Regions from separate parts of the Gossypium arboreum genome. Here region 1 is linked to region 2. Evidence: chromatin contacts called from public Hi-C data. All regions are on one chromosome and are shown on one strand. Each heading gives the region's core, a stretch centred on a gene start, on an enhancer-like site or on the middle of the called end of the contact. The rest is flanking DNA. Distances are from core to core; before and after follow the strand shown.

Region 1 (3,281 bases), core at 173-2,672, 190 kb before region 2:
TATATATATATAGTTGTATACTTGTAGTGTCTTTGGTGGATTCTTATGCTTTTTCTTTTAATGTGTTGATTTTTTATTTTCTCAAATTTTCTTAAAGCAGAATTGCAAAATTTGTCCCTAAGTTTTTTCTTTTCTTTTTCATTGTTATTTAATTTTTTTCTTTTTCTGAATGTCGCCCACATTATTGAAATTTTTGTCAAAAAAATTCAATTTTAATTAACAACTTTGTTAACTAGCATGACATCTTATTTGATGATTTTACTAATGCCATTACTGATGTAATGTGACACCTCATTTGATAACTTTATTGATGCGGCATGACATATCATTTATCATATAGTATTTTGGATTAAAATTATAAAAATTAAGTATTTAAAATTTTATAAAAATATAAAAAATTATAAAAAAATGTAAATAATTTATTGAAAAATTTGAGTCAAAACGTGATATTCTTTATGCATTGATCATCATTGATAACAATGGGTCCCCTCAATTGATTAAGAATGCATAGGAGGCGATGCCAGAGGCCACACTTTAATTATGGAATTGAGTTTGTTTGATGGGTCTTGAGGCAGTTCATGCTCCAGTGCCATTGATAGTTAAGGATGCAAGTGTAGGGATCGTGGAGGATGTATGACAATGTTGATGCAAATTGCAAGGCGTGAAGAGCGAGATAGTTTAGTAGATGTATCGTTTTTCTATTAGAATTGGTGTGTATTGATAACGTTATATTTCAATGTATTATTTTAAATTTATCAATATTTTTTAAAAAATATTTAATATATATATAAATATTTACAAATATCAAATGATTATATTAAATAAATTTTAATATAAAATATTCATGCACCAATCGGTACATAATGTTTCAGGAAAAGTTTGTATTATTCATTAATATAATGATAAAAATTATAAATTTTATATTATTTAATATTATTCATGTATAAGTAAGTGGAACGGTACATATTGATATAATGGTTGGAACCGACTACATTAGTAAAGAAAGTAAAAAAGTGATGCGGGAACCAAGTGAAGTTAGGGTTTTAGGTGATTTGTTGGATGACAAGATTAGAATTAATGAAAGAGTAAGGAAAAACACGGTGGCAATTTTGTTGAACATAGTTAATGATACGACAAGAAAAGGGACGAAAGAAGTGAAAAAAAGAGAGCTGGATTACTTATTTGAGTAATTTTAGACCCAAGTCAAGTTAATTTTGAGTTGGATTGAAAATAAATTCAGGTTGAAATCATATCGACTTCAGGTGAATTTGAGTTTTGTTGATAAAATCAAGTTAAATTGAGTTTAAATTCATCATATCGGATTTTTGATTTGTTTGTAGAGAGTATTAAACCCATTTTAATTAGGCCCAAGGTTTAAAATTGAAAGGCCTGGTATTGGAAGGGACAAAAAGGTTGGCATATGCGGCTAGAAAATTCCATTTTTATAGACCGTCCTTACCATCTATATATATAAACAACCATTTTCCTCCCGCCATCCTCTTGAACAGCGGCTTCAACGGAATTTCCCAATCTTTTCCTTTATTTTTTCGAATTAAAATTATGCTTCGTTACTGCTTAAGATCTCGTCGGCGTTGCTATCTTCATTATACGCGACGGTTTTCCTCCTTTTCTCCCAACTCCGTTGAATCCCCTAACAATCTCAAAAACCGGCAACCCGTCCCTTCCCAATCACCGCCGCCGCAAAATTTTCAAACTCAGCTTTCAACTCGCCCTTCTGCAACGGTTTCTCTTTCTCGAAATTCCGTTTTGGCCCTCTCCGCCACTCTCCTCTCCGCTATCGTTGCTTCCGTCGCTGTTTTATCTGCCAATAAAGGCAATGAAGCCTCCGGCGGTAACGGTAACCCTAGCCCTAGGAGAAGTCCTCTTTACGACTCAATCGAGCACACGATGCAAAAATCGAACGAGTCCTTCAGGAGGATCGTCCACCAAGCCAAACAAACCAGCGTTGCCGCCTCTGTTTTGTGGCAATCGTTGAGGTCGGTGATGTCATCCGCAAACCACGAAGTTCGGGCTGGGTTCGAGCTACGCGTGGCGTCTTTGCTTGCGGACATTGCCGCTGCCAATGCGAGCCGCAGAGCGGCGATTGTGAACGCTAGTGGCGGCGCGGTAGTTGATTGGCTCCTGGAGACGGTAGCAGTGGGCAAAGCAGATGTTTGCGGCAGTCAGGCTGAGGCGGCGAGGGCATTGGCTTACTTAATTGCGGATCCCGACGTGCGCAAAGACGTGCTTGGAAGACCAGGCGCCGTTTCCTATCTGTTGAGGTTCATTTTTTCATGTCAACCTCAAAATAAATCTAAAAGGGTACGTGTTTATTTCTTTTTGTTATATACTGATTATGAAAATGTAACTTTTTTGCACCCTAATCTTGTTGGTGCTTCTAAGTTTTTTGTTTTACCATTGATAAATAGCTTTTGTGTGGGAGCAGCATTCGGGTCGTAGTTCATTCGATATTTCTGATTCTTTGAAAGGTAGAAGTATGCTTGTGGCTGCTATAATGGATATTGTTACATCCAATTGTGAGTGTGTAGAAAAGGAATCTTTTAAGCCTTGGCTACCGGGAAATGCAGAAATGAGAGATATTGCTGCAGCTGTTCAAGTTATTGAAGAAGGTGACATGCATTTAGACGAGGGAGAGAGAAATGATGATGATGATGATGGTGGAAGAGGGATGAAAGGGATTGGAATTAAAATTCTTGAAGGGACGACTGCTATAGGGCTGTCGAGAACATCTGAGCATATGACATTAGATCATTCAAATGATACCCCTTCAGAATTAGATAGGGATACTCCGAGAACACTTGCATTGATGAATAAGCATGGTAGTTCAGTGGAACAAGCCAATTTGTCAGCTGCTGTTGTTCCTGGTCTTTGGGATGATTTGCATTCTCAGCATGTTGCTGTGCCTTTCGCTGCGTGGGCATTAGCCAACTGGGCAATGGCGTCGGAGATCAATAGGTCTCATATTGAAGAATTGGATCGAGACGGAGAGGCTGTCATGTGTGCTTTACTAGCACCTGAGAGATCTGTGAAATGGCATGGTAGCTTGGTGGCTCGGTTGCTATTGGAAGATCATAATCTTCCCTTAAATGACTCTGTCTCTGATTGGGCATCCAGTCTTCTTTCTACTGCTTCACATGCAAGCAAAAATGAAGACATTTCCTTATCTCAAATGGCTTTATCGGCTTTTATAGTTGCTGTTGAGAGGAGCCACCAAGCTCGGAGGACTGTAATGGAGAAGGGTCTTGAACTGATGAGGGTAA
Region 2 (3,450 bases), core at 839-3,338:
TTCAATAAAATAACATGCTCCACATGTTCAAAATAAGAACATTATGAAGAAAAATAATGTTGTAATTAAATATGAACAACAAAAATTGATCCTTACTTTATGCAGATTGCGTGATAGCTCCAAATTATGTCTTATGTGCTAACTTCTCTTCTTCTGATCTTCTTACAATTTTTTTTGCTCGTAAATGTCTTATGCCACTCAATGCTGGAATAGATTGCTTTTATAGACTCGGGGGTGAGCGGCAATTGATTCAGAAAATTTTCCCGGACTAGTGGGGAGTTGAAATTGCTAGAGGGAAAACGCTCTATGTAGGACGCGTTTTCAGTGCACTGTAAAAAAAACATAAAAAGTGCGTCCATCTGGAAGCGGTTTCAGGCTATGTTAGTGGAAACCATATCTAACTTGACGCGCTTTCAGTGCTTTTTTTTATAGTGCATTGAAAATGCATCCTACGTAGAACATTTTCCCTCTAGTAATTTCAACTTCAAACTTTTCCCCACTAAATCATCAGATATCCTAGGATTCTTGGGATATTTTTTCTCACTAGATCTCAATGTTCGAAAATAATGCACTGGACCTATCTGAATGTTCGAAAATAATGCACTGAACCTATCTGAATGTTCGAAAATAATGCACTGGAAATAACGATCAAAACTTAGTTGCATTCAAAAAAATTTGAAAAGAAATAAAAACTAAGATTTAATAAAATCGAGTAGTTCGAGTTTCGATTTTGAATCGAATTGAATTTTTCAATTCTAATAATTCAAATATTATTAACTTTACATACCAAAAAATTATATAAAAATATATATAAAAAACTTAAAAATATAAAAAAATCCAAAAATTTAAACTTAAAAAATATAAAAAAAACTACAAAACCCTAAATTCTAAAATCCACAAAACCCTAACCCTGCTTTAAAAAACTAAACCCTAGCCCTAAAAAACAAACAAAGAAAATGCTTCCAACTGAAAACATTTTCAACTTATGTGGTAGAAAGTGCTTCTAGCTAGAAATGTTTTATTGCAAATACACTGAAAACGCTTCTAGCTGAACACATTTTTCTACTAATCAACTAAAAACACTTTCAGCTAGAAGCGTTTTCGTAAATTTGATCTAGTCCTATAATTTTTTTTAAAAATAACCTAATCTATTTTTTTTTAATTTCAACATTTATAGGAAATTCAACCCTTTTCTTTTTCTTTGCTTCCCTTTCTTTTTCTTTATAATTATTTATTCAAACTTAAGGTTAGTTGAAAGTGATGAATCATGAACTGGCAGTCAACTACATGGAAGAGTCTATTGACTCAATCTAAAAAACTAGTAGAAATTTTGAACGACGATTTTTTTTTATATAATCATAGGTGTTTTCTACTGTTTTATAGCTTAAGCTTAATTCTATTCTAGTTATGATAATATTTAAAAAATCCTTTCAATAATATTAACTTTAAAATTCAAATTTATTCAAATATTAATAGAAAGTTCTAACTATTTGTTGGTAATTTGAACAAAGGAAAAGTTAGTGTATTTAATGTTGATCAATTGAAGTGATATATAGTTATCAAGAATTTGATTGATTGGGTAATTCTTATTTCTTTTCATGGAAACACAGTTAAATAATTGGACAAAGTGTGATTCTGAGCTTGCATGTTTGTTTGCACTTCAAATTCATCAAACTCAATAAGCAAACTCTTTCTAGTATGGAGCCCAGGTGAGCTGTTAAGGCTTTTAAACTCACACGCCAACTATATCATTTTTATGGAATATGATGTAACCCTTCGTCTAATCAGTCTGGTGAGGGCCACTAACCAAACCCAGATTTAAAACATACCAATCTATAATAAATCTTTGGAAATTTTGTTCAAGTGTTATCATTAAGCTAAGACGGGGAGCAATTTTGAGTGGTCCATCTTTAGTTCATCTATTACTTACAGCCAGATTTGATTCATTGTTTTGTTTAGATGAATCCCGGTTTGAAAAGGACCTGTCTTTGTTTTTCACATGGCTGCTGAATCATTAACAGGGCATGTGAGGAGAACTGGAAATTTTACTCTATAAACTACCAGTGATTGATGAGTTTGTTTAGGGTTCAAATTATGAGAAATGTTTTGAGGCAATTGAAAACAACATGATCAAATATTCGAGTTTTTGGTGCTTCCTGAAATGCCTCTATCGAGTGAGACTATGGCCTGTCAGCATTAAAGAAAAGTCGGTCACAAGCATAACCAAAGGTGCTCCTTTTTTCTTTTTTTTTGCTTTGCCCCATTGTCCATGGATGAAACAGTGGAACATGAGCTGAACCTCAATAATTAGTGAGAATTTGTGATGGGTTTTCTTTTTTTTTTTTAGGAAGCATAAAGTAGATATATCAGAGTCCCATGCTATAAACCCAACATTACAAGAGTCCTTTCTTTCCTCCTTTTGAGAGTGTTTTTCTCAACACAAGATGTGATCCGACCTCCTTTTATCTTATCCTTTTCACCATCCTCTCTTCACCCTAATTATTTACTATAATTTTGTAGGCATAAGCATATGAGGGTGAAACACAATTATCTTTTTATTTAAAAATTGATGAGTAAACGTGAGTAACTCTAAATATTAAATATTACAATATTAACAACAGAAGTATAAAGATTGAATTTGTAAGAAAGAATTAGTGAATTATGATATCCTATAAATAGAAACTAGGATCCACTATGAATTTGAGAATATTAAATCTAACTTTGTTTTTTGTTGATGTAATTTCATTGATTAAGAAGTGTTTGTTGGTGGAAGGTATTGAATGGTTGCTTCTACTAATATTTGTTAAATGATTCAACAGTATGAAAGATCACTTAACTACCAAGCTTAAGTTTGTATCTCTTTTTTTACAATAACACACTTGCAACAACTTTAGTGTTTTCACAATTGAAAATATACACAATATAATAAAAATAAATAAATCAAATTAGATTATAACTGAATAATAAATTCATATTAAAATTAAATAACCTTGATTGAAATGTAAAGTTGTTTAAATTTTATCATATATATTTCTAAATTATAAATAAAAGTAACGTCTCTTTCAGGCTTTCTTCGTCTTCTCTTCCCCACCAAAGATTCCAAGGATAATGAAAACCAAGTAGACCTCCCCTTGGTCCCCATTTTCTCCCTCTATATTAATTTTATCTTTGTAAATCTACTCACAATAGCCCCCTCCCTTGAATTGAATACTTGAAAAAAAGTCCAACGATGCCACCCATTCACTCCAGTCCATATTTCCAAATGGATAATCCGGCAATACTGTCTTTGCTCCGGCCAACTCCCGGCGAAAAGCACCGCAAACCCACCAGTAGTAGTGGCGGTCTCTTGCGCATGTTCAAGCTTTTCCCCATGCTAACCTCCGGGTGCAAGATGGTAGCACTATTGGGTCGACCCCGGAAGCCAATGCTTAAAGATAGTGCTACAACGGG

Evidence for each region. A called contact is a pair of places that touch in the nucleus more often than the background predicts.
Region 1: a Hi-C map of leaf shows a contact between it and region 2, with 5 times the contacts expected there. The contact joins the promoter of LOC108480188 here to the promoter of LOC108482005 in region 2. A contact is called at or near these places in 3 of 5 Hi-C or Micro-C datasets (all in leaf).

What each region holds. Positions count from the first base shown.
Region 1 is chr1:77,346,463-77,349,743 of ASM2569848v2, reverse strand. LOC108480188 reads left to right here and starts at 1,422. Exons shown (of 10, transcript XM_017783090.2): 1 at 1,422-2,322; 2 at 2,447-3,281. The coding sequence starts at 1,561.
Region 2 is chr1:77,158,934-77,162,383 of ASM2569848v2, reverse strand. It overlaps LOC108482005 (protein MIZU-KUSSEI 1-like), which reads left to right and starts at 2,088. Exons shown (of 1, transcript XM_017785110.2): 1 at 2,088-3,450. The coding sequence starts at 3,230.